Linked DNA regions of Sus scrofa: region 1 is linked to region 2. The links are chromatin contacts, called in public Hi-C maps. All regions are on one chromosome and are shown on one strand. Each heading gives the region's core, a stretch centred on a gene start, on an enhancer-like site or on the middle of the called end of the contact. The rest is flanking DNA. Distances are from core to core; before and after follow the strand shown. Region 1 has its middle 18 kb from the start of OSBPL5. Region 2 overlaps OSBPL5 (oxysterol-binding protein-related protein 5).

Region 1 (2,984 bases), core at 478-2,977, 41 kb after region 2:
CCGGGAGGTTTTGTTCCGTCTACCTGCACCTGTTGTGTAAATATGCGTTTGTTCTCTGCGGGCAGGTGGACACACGTGTCCACCTGCACAGGGCGGGGCTCCAGCACCTGCCTCCCCTGGCCTCACCTCCTCCCTCTGGGACCCGGCTCTGTGGGTAACTTGGCAGCGAGCGGGGTCTGTGGGCCTTGTGCAAGGGGGCGAGAGGAGGTGGGATATGGCAGGGACTGGCTGGCATAGGGACTGACCTCAATGTCCCCTAAAAGCCCCCCACCCCCCGGGGTTTCTCTCGCCCCTCCTCCTGACTTTTGGCCTGTTTTCGGAGTTGGGTCAGTGGCCTCCTGTGCCCTGGGAATCCCACCTCCTTCAAAAAGGCCCGCGCTCTCCTTTATAGCCTCAGGCACAGCCCAGACCCCCCACCACCAGGTGCAGAGGAGGCGGGCTGTCCCCTACCCCTGGAGGTGGAGAAACTGCAGGGACGAATTAGTTCCCATGGGACCGTGGAAGCCCCCGAGCCCCACCCCTGGTGGCTCCGCCCGCATGGGCTCCTGCGCTGAGCCGGGCAGCAGGCCCAGGGAACCAGCGTTGAAGCTTAGGCTCTGGGGGGGGTCTTCCCCACCCCTGGAGGGCGGGGGCCCTGGAGGGAGGGACGCCGGCTGGAATCAGCTGCTTTTACAGAAGCAGGAAGTCTCGGGGTGAGGGCACATGCCCCCCACCTCACCCCCCTCCCCGCGCCTGCCTCTCTGATCAATAGGTCGCCAGGAGCAAAGCACTTGGAGTGGTCGCGTCCCCCACCGCAGGGGCGCTGGGATCTCAGCTCCAGCTCTGAGGGGGGCATTCAAGGGAGGGGTTGGGGATCTACCAGGGTCCATCGCCCCAGGAAATCATTGCCCTGGAGCCTCTGGGGACACATACCCCAACACCACGTGGATAGAGGCATGGGAGGGGCCCAGATGGGCGACTGGGAAGGAGGCCCCCGGGCCCACGCGCGGCCAGCTCCACCCTTTCCCAGCTGCCCATATGCTCTTTCCAGCACTTTCTGGCTCTTCCGGCCAGGGCAGAGCTAGGGGACCCTTGGTGAGATCCTTCCGGACAAACAGGAGGCTGGAGGAAAGACGGGCGGAGGTCTCGGAAGGGTTGGCCCAGCCCTCCCCGGACCATAGGCCTCCACTTTCTGATGAGTGAGGGGGTGGCAGGAGGGGGCCCTCCCGCTGGGTGCGGCCCAGGTGCACGGCTGTGTGTCGTGAGGACCAGGGTGGCCCCGCCCCTCGGAGACAGGCGCTAAGGGAAGGCTTAGGGCTGAACCAGGGGCCCAGCTGGGCAGCTGTGCCAGGGACTCTTGGTCCGTGGTGGACAGGGCTGAGGGTGAACTTGCCTCCTTCTGCAGGGCGTTTGCTGCTTTCTAGGTCTCTCTTGCAGGGCGTACCCCTTGCCTAGAGAGCCCCCCTGAAATCCAGAATGGGGTTCTCTGTTCCTGCTTGAGGATCCGCTGCTCTGCTTCCCATTCTGCTATGAACTGGTCCCAAGAGCTCGGTCTCCTAATTCATACTAGTGTGTGAGTGATTGCTGGTGGCTTATCACGAGTCTTTCATTAAGGAGCTTTGCCTTCTTACTGGGGAACAAAAGCTGAATCATTTTCATCTAAAAGGAACGTTTGATCCTCTTTTCCTCCCACCAAGGAGAGATGTGGAGAGAGGAGGTGGAGAAAAGCAGCCATGACTCATCAAAAGACGTCTGAAACTTCAGTCCAGTAGACAATACAGCAGGTCGTTCAGCCTCTCTGAGCCTCGGCCTCCATCTGTAGAGATTTTCGTCACATCTTCTCGTCCGGGTCTTTAGGAGGATTGAGTGAGAGGATGCCCGTGAATGATGGGCCCCTGTGCCTGGCACGCAGGAGCTGCCCCATTCATGCTCCATTAACGCCAGGGCTCAGGATGGGTGAGTCCCAGGGCTGGTTCCCAGCCATCCTCATTAGCTCACTAACTCACAGTGCTGCCCCAGCTCCCTGGCCACGGGCAGTCACACTGTGGACGTGGTAGCCCCTGGCTCCAGCCGGCACAGCCAGGGTCTCTGCTAGGTCCCTGCCTGTCCTGTCCCCTCTTCCCCACGCCATACCCGGAAAATGTGGGGAGACGGCAAAACCTTTGCGCCACACTGACCCCTGCTGGGAAGAAAGGAAGTTGCTCTGGGGAGAGATGGGGAGGCCGGAAAAACTCAAGGCACAACCCTTAGGGCAAGAACAAGCCAGGCTGGGGTCCTGCCCGGCTGTCCAGGGCCACCATGGCCTGAGCCTGGACCACCCAGAAACTTCTCAAGCTGCTCACTTGCGTCTTCGGGTTTTGTTATAACTGACCCGAAGTCTCCCTGCAGATGCGTGGGTCTGGTTCTGGCAGAAGGGAGCCCCACTGAAAGAGGCGACGGACTCCTATTGGTTCTGTTCACCTGCAGGGAGCAGCTGGCCCAGGATGCCAAGCGGAGATCAGGCAATGTCTGCACAAGCCGCTGAAGCACGAGGATGGCCAGCAAACCCCAGGAGCTGGGGGAGGGGCTGGGCCCAGTTGGTCCCTCAAGCCCCCAGGAAGACGCAGCTCTGCAGAGACTTGAGCTCAGCCTTCTGGCCCCAGACAGAGGCTAGATATGAGTTGTTTAAGCTCGAGGAAACTAGTCCACGCCCATCGTGCAGGTAGGAAGATGGAGGGACCCTGGGGCTCTGACAAGGGTCTGGGGGAGGGCGGGGGTCCTGAGGACACTGATCCCAGCGTTGCAGGAGTAACCCCCTCTTTCGATCACATGGCCTGTGAGCGGCAACCAGAGGGGGACCCTTGTCCATCTCGGAGGAAGAGAATCGTCTCAGGGGTCCCTTGCCCCCTGGACGATGCGGAGAGCCTGTCAGGGCAGAAGAGTGAGCGCGAGTCTGCACGTGGGTGGGGCGAGCTGTCCCTCAAGGCGGCTGACGGGCCGCATCTGTGCCAGGAGCCCCGCCTCTT
Region 2 (2,700 bases), core at 106-2,605:
CTGGGGCCGGGCCACCCCCAGAGGGATGTTTCCTAGACAGGCCACCCGTGGAGTGACAGAGCCCTGGGGAGAGGGGCAGGAAGTGGCCTGCCCTGTTCTGACTCAGCCGGGTCATGTGGCTGTCCGCAAGGCCGGCCCCTGGCACCCGCCCACCTGGCCTCCTGATGGACACCGGGCCAACGGCACACGGGGTGCCAGGCTCAGCTAGCCTGGGCACCGCCCCCTCGCCTCCTTCCCTGCAGCGGACCCCGCCCACCGGTTCTAGGAAGCCCAGCCACCCATGGCCTGGATGTGGTCCCCCCTCTGCAGCCTGCCCCCACCCTGTCCTACTCAGACCCTGTGATTTTCGGAGCTGGGGGTGATGCAACCGGAAGAGGGGCTGCGCAGTGGGGAGGGGAGTCAGCCCAGGGTGGGGGCCTGGAGCGGCCAGCCCAGGGAGGTGGGTGTGGCCTCGAGTGACCTCAGGCTTGCTTCACCGCCTGCGGTGTGGGGCTGGCCGCCTACTTCATGTCCTGGACCCGAGGGGGTGGGGGACCTTCCAGGCACACGGATGTCTCCAACCCCTCTCCCTGGGGGGCTCCTGCTGGGGCTGCTCTCTCCCTGGGGAGACGCCCCACGGCCCAGTCTGCCTAGGGGTGGAGACTGACTAAGGCTGCCACGGGGGACACAGATGGACCCTCCTTGCAGGGCTGAGCCTCAAGGGTGGGCGGGAAACCAACGAGCAAAGGAGAACAAAGTGGGCGGGGCTGTCGCTGCCTAAACCTCCCGGTCTCCCCCCCCCAGCAGGCGGGGGAGGGGGGAAGCGCTGGGTCCCTGCTGACTGCTGACCCTGAGGGGAGCCTGGGGGGTTCCAGCGAGCCTGCACTCCCCTCCAGACCCCACCAGCTTCAGCCTCTCTCCCTGACTGCCCCCCCCCATGCCGCCCCCATGGGAGCTTCCTGCCCAGGCGGCTCTGGGGTGGGTGCTGAGTGGGTCTGAAAACTAGGGAGGTAAGAGCCTCGGCCTCTGGGGGAGCAGTCGGGTCCGGCAGCAGAAGGAACGGAGGCCAGGAGGGCTGTCCCCGGATGGCCAAAGCCTGCGGGAGTCCTGGGAGGGGGCGTCAGCCCTGGGCTGTGCAGTGCGGAGCAGGCACAGGCAGGGATCCACCTCACAGCATCTCTGCCAAGGGTCTCCCTCTGCAGAGACTCTGGCTCAGGTTCCCCGGACAGCAGCCACATCTTGGACGTATTAACAGAGGCGGAGCCCTCAAGAAAAGGGAGGGGATGCTTCTCGTGGACCCTCCCTGCTCAGAGGGCTGGGTTCTGCTCCCTGCGTCTCAAGAAGGGGTGGCCCACAGGAATGCTCTGGGAAGGGCCAGGGCGGTGGCCCCTGGGGGCGGTGCCACTGGGAGGGGCACCCGCAGCCCAGGTCCTTCAGAGGACGGATGTGGCGCTCCAGGCAGGGCGGGGCTGGGAGACAGCTGGCATCTGGGAAAGGGGAGGCGCCCCACCCCTGGCCGGGAAAGGGCCGAGCCCCAACGGATCCCGGAGGCTGGAGGCGGGAATGGAGCCTCACCAGGAGTGGCCTGTGCCTTGGGGCCCTTCAGGAGCTGAGAGCCTTGACCTGGTCCCTGCGCGCCCAGCCGCTCTGGCTTCCTCTTCAGGCTCGAGATGGGCCAGTTTCCCTGCTCGCCGGGAGCCGGGGAGGACCCTCTCACTGTGGGGACTGCTCCTGGCCAGGACGGGACTCTCAGGACCCAAGCCCAGGAAGGCGAAGACCCCGGGCTTCCTGCTCCCTGGGAATGGTGGGCAGCCTGCTTCCTCCAGAAGAATCTACATCGGAGGAGGAGGTGGAATCCTGACACCCTCCCACCCAGCGCTGGCCCCTCCCAGTGGGGCTTCCAGTGGGGCCGGAGCCCATTCTTACATGGCACCGAGGTGGGGCTCACGGAGGGGCAGGGCTCAGGTTTTAGGGGATCGCCTCACAACTCGAGTGCAGGCGTGGGCAGGAAGGGGGCCTGGCTTCAGCACACAAAGGGCGGATTCCCTCTTCCCAAATCTCGCACAGCAGCCCCCCTGCATCTGGTCCCTGCAGGTGGGCGGCAGGCACCACGCCCCTCCTCCCCTCCTGTCTGCCCCCCACCCCATCCAGGGGCTGCTCGGGTCCTTGCCCTAGGAAGCAAGAAAGACCCCACGCGTGCCCGTGCTCCATTTCCCTGCCTTCTCCCCATTTCATAGATGCAGTAACGGAGGCCTCCAGAGTGAGCTGGCTCGTCCAGGGCCATGTGGCCGGTTGGCACTGACCCCTTGGACTCCCAGCTCATCCTGGGCAGGTGTGCTGGTTATCTCCTGCCCCCCTCCCCGTGTCACCCCGACATGGAGGGACTGTCCCCAATCTGCTGGGACTGTCCTGAGAGCCAGCAGAGGAGAGGGGACGTGAGGGGGAGGGGGAGGGGAGGAGAGGGAGCTGGCAGATGGAACCCTATGGGCACGGCAGGTCTGAATGCCAGGGAAGCCCGCTGCTCTGGGCCCCAGCCCGGCCTTTCCTTCCCAGCCCCACGGCCCCACAAGAGGCCAGGAAGGACCCCTCTGGGTGGATGGGCCGCCCCTCTTGGCCCCAGGTCCTGTGCCGGGGTGACTGACCCTTCTTGCAGCCCTATCCTCTGAGCACCTACTGTGTGCAGCCGGGCCTGCCTGTCAGGGGAGGGGTCTTCAGAATGTT

The links. Hi-C and Micro-C count contacts between places; a contact is called where the count stands out from the background.
Region 1: a contact with region 2 is called in a Hi-C map of embryonic fibroblasts, with 3 times the contacts expected there. The contact joins two enhancer-like sites. A contact is called at or near these places in 1 of 5 promoter capture datasets (fetal liver), 23 of 47 Hi-C or Micro-C datasets (adipose tissue, alveolar macrophages, blood and 14 more) and 2 of 2 datasets of contacts at active chromatin or transcription factors (alveolar macrophages and skeletal muscle).

What each region holds. Positions count from the first base shown.
Region 1 is chr2:2,278,739-2,281,722 of Sscrofa11.1, forward strand. No RefSeq gene overlaps it. Among named protein-coding and RNA genes, the nearest start is that of OSBPL5, 18 kb to the left of the region's middle. Within about 2 kb of position 1,728, at least 17 of the 83 cell types and tissues checked have an H3K27ac peak or open chromatin away from gene starts, as enhancers often do. A contact at or near this core is called in adipose tissue, embryonic fibroblasts and retroperitoneal adipose tissue, where this site is marked.
Region 2 is chr2:2,237,861-2,240,560 of Sscrofa11.1, forward strand. All of the region lies in intron 1 of OSBPL5 (oxysterol-binding protein-related protein 5), which reads right to left. Among named protein-coding and RNA genes, the nearest start is that of OSBPL5, 23 kb to the right of the region's middle. Within about 2 kb of position 1,356, at least 32 of the 83 cell types and tissues checked have an H3K27ac peak or open chromatin away from gene starts, as enhancers often do. A contact at or near this core is called in adipose tissue, embryonic fibroblasts and retroperitoneal adipose tissue, where this site is marked.